Regions from separate parts of the Gossypium hirsutum genome. Here region 2 is linked to region 1. A link is a contact called in public Hi-C data. All regions are on one chromosome and are shown on one strand. Each heading gives the region's core, a stretch centred on a gene start, on an enhancer-like site or on the middle of the called end of the contact. The rest is flanking DNA. Distances are from core to core; before and after follow the strand shown. Region 1 holds the start of LOC107909980. Region 2 holds the start of LOC107910054 (ethylene-responsive transcription factor CRF2).

Region 1 (2,997 bases), core at 233-2,732:
CATTAACTGTTAAAGGAATTGTTGATCATTAGCAGGAACTTACCGTATATTCCGGCTGGGACTGCTCAGTAGACACAAAGTCAGCAAACGAACAATGTAAAGGAAATTAGTAGAGTTGAAACAAAGCCACCAATAGCAAAATCAAAATGCAGGCGAAAACCATCCAAAGTAAGGAACATTGTATAAAACTACATTGAATAAAGCCGCATTTTCTTTGCTCTATATCCCTATTCGAGTCATTTCCTTTATGTTTGCTTTGGGCAGATTTTGTGTACTTCATGCTGCTCATCTATGACAAGTGCTACACCAATTATCAGTGTTGATGAAATAAATATAGAGCCACATAACTGAGAAGAAATCATATTGTAGAATATATAGATGACTTAGAACCGAACTGCTCGCCTGCCACTGGTTCAAAATGATAAAAAAAGACACCAAGTTCTCTACAATTCTAACAGAATTTTCGAGATTGCAGATGCCTCATTGTCACAATATGAATCTCTGCCCTAGCTATGAGAAGCCATCAATTCTCACTCTCAAAAAGCACAAAAAACATACGAGAACACTAGCAACTTAATTCGAATATCTAACATTTCTCTTGGACAATTTAAGGAAACTTGAAAGGTATATATGCTAAAATGATGGTTATCTCAACACCAGTGCATTTATCAACAAAGTAGGTTTCATGTAAAATCATCAACAAAAACTAACTCATAATCTTTTCACTCCGTCTACATCCATGCTAAAATGTGTAATTTTTTCCTACTCTTTTTACCCAAACTAATTTCTTTATTTCATGGCAAAGAGAGTAAAAAATTTCACATAAAATTTGCAACTTAGAACATTAATCACCACATAAAAGCAACCTCATAAACTAAAGTAGCATTGAGAAAAGAAAATGGTACATCCCAGGAAACTCACTGGTGGCACCCACAAAGGCAAGCAAGAAGTAGAAGCCAAAAAGGGTGAGCTTGGGAGCAGACTTAGACTTGGTGATGAAGTACAAGAAGCCAATATATGGGAACAGAGAAACTGCAAAGAGTTGAGAAGCAATGCTTTGTGAGTCAATATTTGGTGCCCATGGATCCACTGGCAACAACCACCCGCGCGCAATCCCTCCTTTCCTGTTAACAAACATTCCATCCTTGTAACTCCAGGAACCTCTGCTTGGAATTGTTGCTTGGTAGTTTTGCAAGAAATGACAAGAACCTGGAACTGTTGAACTAACGGGGACAACATAATTGGGTGGTTTAAACAAAGGTTGTAAACAGCTGAGATTCATGTTGTCAAGACTACTACAGCTTCGATTCAGCCCTTTTTGCTTTGAAGTTTGGATTTTTCTCCTCTTGCAGATGATGATGATGATGATGATAGTATTGTGGATTAGAGAATTTTGATCTGTGGGGTTTGGGTTTCTAATGCAAACAATCTGCCACGTTGTAAGATGGGCTGATTCTTAGGGCCTTCCTTGCATGCCCCCAAAGAAATAAAAAATTTACCATTATTGGACTCTTTTATGGTACATGAATTCTTGTTCTGTTGTATAATTTAAAATCTGATTAGCTTTTCCATCAAATAGAATGAAGAACAACATTAACTCTCAAACTTAAATTTTTGAATCAACTTTTTTTTAAGAAAATATTATTAACAATTGGAATCATTAACAATAATATAAAGACATGACATATATTATTAACGGTAAAGAGTTAACCCACAAATGGATATTTAAATTATATCAATTTTGGTACTTAAAATTTTTTTGGTCACAAGTAGTATCTAAATTATCTTTTTTCTCCAAGTTAGTACATCTGTTAGTCAAATCCTTATGTCTATTTTAAAATGAGCTTAACCCATAAATTAGTACTTAAACTATTCAAATTTTTTTTCTCATTTTGGTATCTAAACATTTTTTTTGTTACCAGTGATACTTAAACTATTTTATTTTCAAATTGGTACGTCTGTTAGTTCAACCGTTGAGTTATTTTAAAAAAAAATAACCAATTAAAAATTGACATATGAAAAAAAGGAGAAAAAAAATATTATTATATCTTTTATAAATATTTTCTTTTTCTTTCTTCAGAACAAGACAGATGGTTAGACCAATCAAGCTGTTAGTTCTTGGTTTGATCAGTTCATCTAGTTTGATCAAATAAATTATTATAAACTCATAAAATAAAAAGAATATCTAACAATAGTGAAAATCAATTCAATTGGTTTTTTTTAACTTGGTTCAACTGGTTTGTACTGGTTTGCGAGTTAATCAGTTCAATCCCTATCTCTGTACTAGTGTCATGGGCTACGGATCAAAGCCCGTGACCTTTGCGCACAGAATGACCCATAGAGGTCAACTTATTAAATAAGGCTCATTTGACCCATATGAATTGGCCTGATACGTGGAACTTGTGAAGAAGCCCATCTACTTGAATCCTAGTTAAAGTGAAACACTCCAATAAATTGTATTTTACTAGGATAATTATTGTAAAAATCCTAAAGGATAAACATGTATAGAATTTAAATCCATTAGGACTCTATTATTGTAGATGAGAACTAATCTTAGTCGTTAATGTAAATTGACTTGTACCGTTAGATCTGGGGGAGCTCAACTATAAATAGAGGTTTTCCCATTTATTTGTAATCACTTTATCCTTTCTAAGTTAAAGAAATAATGATAGCATTTACTCAAACACTTGGCGTGCACTCTCTTTTCGTGGTTTTCTTTGTTCGTAGCTTCTTCCTTTTCAGAGTTTGCTTTTGCTTTGCTTAAGTGCCTTAAAGAAATTCTGTAAGAAATAATCTCTTAAGGCCGCACGATTTGCGATACAAAAAGTCTAGCCCCGTGACATTCTGTAACACCCCTAACCTATATCCGTTGTTGGAATAGGGTTACAGAGCATTACTAGGGTTTACGGATCAATCAAACAGAAATTTTAAACATTTCATTACATATCAATACTCATAATAAAACGAATGAAAATAATATATTTTGTCCCTTAAACG
Region 2 (2,811 bases), core at 62-2,561, 470 kb after region 1:
AGGCCGTTGCCTTACTCCTCTGAATTTCTTCCCGGCTGGTAATACCTTAGCGGAGGACGCTTTTGCTACAGAAACAGCCGCCGGCCTTTTTCGAGAATTCCTGGACAAAGTCGACGATTTACTTCTGAAAGCAGCGTCGTTTTGGGCGGGACATGATGATGAACCGATAGTTATCTCGTTCACGAATTTCTTGACTCTTCGGGTTGTTTGTTCTTCGTCTTCGTCGCTGGAGGAATCAGTGGCGTCAGCATCAGTAACTGATATCCGAACAATGCGAGGCTTCATTTCTGGTTGGTTTTCGACTTTGACATTTAACGGTGGTGAAAGGAGCTTGGTTTGATTGCGATGTTCTGTGTATTTGATTGAAGAAACAGAACAATGATCCATTCTGTTTTTTTTCGATTTTGCCTTATTGGTGTATTTGCAGGTTTTCAACTTCTATCACTTGGTCATTGAGAGAGAGTGGGAAGGGTAGTCAAATAAAAGCGGAGGGAAAAGAAGGGATTCCTTTGAGACTTGACCCCAGGAGAATAAAGGGCTAAAAAGGAAAGCTGAACAATGAACACGTTAATGAGAAGCTTGAAATGAAGAGAAGCCCACCATTAATCTGTTAAAAGTTTTACTCAAAAGTACTTAAGAGCACGAGAAATTTCAAGGAAAGTTATCCCCAAAAAAACAATAGTGCGCTTAAACAAGCAGTACGGAAAGCACCCCGATGGCAAAAACCAGTAGTTGTGAGAGAACGGAGCGAAGAAAAAGAAGAAAAGAAAGAAAACTGTAGGTAAAAGTTGCAGAGGATAAAAGAAAAAGGGAAGATGCCGCGAACCAAAAAAAAAAAACCACTAGACAGTGCCTTTTCTTAGTCACTTGACAGAGCACAGACTTGCTATTTTGGGTAACTTTCAAAACCAAATCCTAAAAGAAACAAAGAACACAAATTGCTTTCTGATGATATACAGTACTTTCTCCAGGAAACATAAAGAAAAAGAAAAGTCTTAAAAGAAAGAAAGGGAAAGGGAAAAGAAAAAGGAAAAGGAAAAAGAACACAAAGAGGAGTGAAGAATAGCTCTTTTGATAGATAAGAGAGTAAAAGGACAGAAAAAATGAAGCAGAGATTTGAGGCATATACCGAAAGTTGAGCTATTTTATAGGACCAGCCGTAATTGGCTCAAGGTTAAAATGCCATATATTTTATTTATTTATTCATTTTTAAAAAAAAGTTGTTAGAGAAAGGGCGGGGACATATCGGCGATGATGAGATTCCGGCAGAAAACAGAAAGATCCAACGGGAAGGGTGAACCGGGGGGAATGCTGACTAGGTGTCTAGGTGTTGTCCAAAAAAGATTTAATCTTGAAATCAGAGATTCAGGTCACGTGACACCAGACACTCGGGTCAGTCCACTCCTCTCCCTTTGACTAAAATTAGAACCGGTAGTTAATGATTATTAACACCCACTCCTACCTTTAATTGCCTCCATAATTCCTTAGTTAATCTTCCGTTTTTTTACCTTGTGTAGGCATTTTCGTCATTTTATGACTGCCAGAGGTGGTTAGATTACAGCTGCTGCAGACCAAGCCGTTATACAGCTGGGAAATTTTACTACAACTGAGACTAACGTGGGAGGCAACCTTGAAGTTGGCGCTATTTTTTTTTACCTTCTTATTTAATGACCACGCTGTGATGTGTATGGAGGGTATTTTTTCGAATGTATTCAAGCACAGTGTGAGGTTGAAACGTGTCTTGTATTTATTATTATTTCTTTGAGTAGCCCCGAGTTTTGATTGGCTCCAACAACTTGTTCTGCCGACAGTAAATATTAGCCGTCAGATGAAACACAGGGTCAATTTATCTAATTAGCAACGCATCATTAAATAATAGGATAAATTTCACTAAGCTCATTAAACTATTAATAACTTTATGTTTTGATTACTCAATTTTAAAAAATTATAAAATGGTCATTTAACTATGCAAAAGTTTTCATTTAAGTCGTTAGACTATTAAATTCGTTGTCGTATGACATTTTATGTTTGCATTGCGTGCATCAATCGAAATATCTCATTTCCCTTCTTTTCCACAGTTTAGTTTCTTTTTTGGAACAACTTTAAACATCACGAATTATTCCTTGATCTCTGACGCTAACTGTCAAATCTACTTGGATTTAGCATATATTTTTCTACTCTTTGATGGGTACTAATTTACCATACCAATTGTCAAATCGCTACTTGTAGCTTGCTAGCTAGACTTTAAAAAAATATTAAAGCCCAATGACTTAAATAAAATTTTTTGAATAGTTAAGTGACTTAAATGAAATTTTTTGAATAGTTTAATGACTATTTTGTAACTTTTTAAAATTGAGTGATCAAAATGTAAAGTTACAAATAATTTAGTGACCTCGGATATAATTAAACCCTAAAAAATAACAATAATATTTGGTGTTTTTACTATATAGATTTAATGTACACCGTTTTAATTAGATCACGCGATGATGAATCACATTTTCCTTTTTCTTCTTTTTACCGATTAGAAGAATTTAAGGTAAATAAAGACTGGAATTTACTGAGTTTCTCTGTTTGTCGGGGACAATTATTTATTTGAACGTTGTTTTCTCGTGTTCTTTTCTCTCTGTTTGAATTGAGAAATTTAGATGAGTTTCACGCTAATATATATATATGCTGAAAAGAAAATAATTAGAGAAAGTATGCTGAAATTTTCTAAATTTATCGATCTACGCTGTTTTTTAACAAAAAAACATGTTTTACTGGGTGCGTTTTCATTGTCGTGTCAGTGAAAACGTGTCTTACAAAACATTC

The links. Hi-C and Micro-C count contacts between places; a contact is called where the count stands out from the background.
Region 2: a Hi-C map of leaf shows a contact between it and region 1, with 2.5 times the contacts expected there. The contact joins the promoter of LOC107910054 here to the promoter of LOC107909980 in region 1. A contact is called at or near these places in 6 of 34 Hi-C or Micro-C datasets (anther, hypocotyl, leaf and 1 more).

What each region holds. Positions count from the first base shown.
Region 1 is chrD08:42,956,338-42,959,334 of Gossypium_hirsutum_v2.1, forward strand. LOC107909980 reads right to left here and starts at 1,483. Exons shown (of 3, transcript XM_016837711.2): 1 at 922-1,483; 2 at 44-61. The coding sequence starts at 1,282.
Region 2 is chrD08:43,425,120-43,427,930 of Gossypium_hirsutum_v2.1, forward strand. It overlaps LOC107910054 (ethylene-responsive transcription factor CRF2), which reads right to left and starts at 1,312. Exons shown (of 1, transcript XM_016837802.2): 1 at 1-1,312. The coding sequence starts at 387.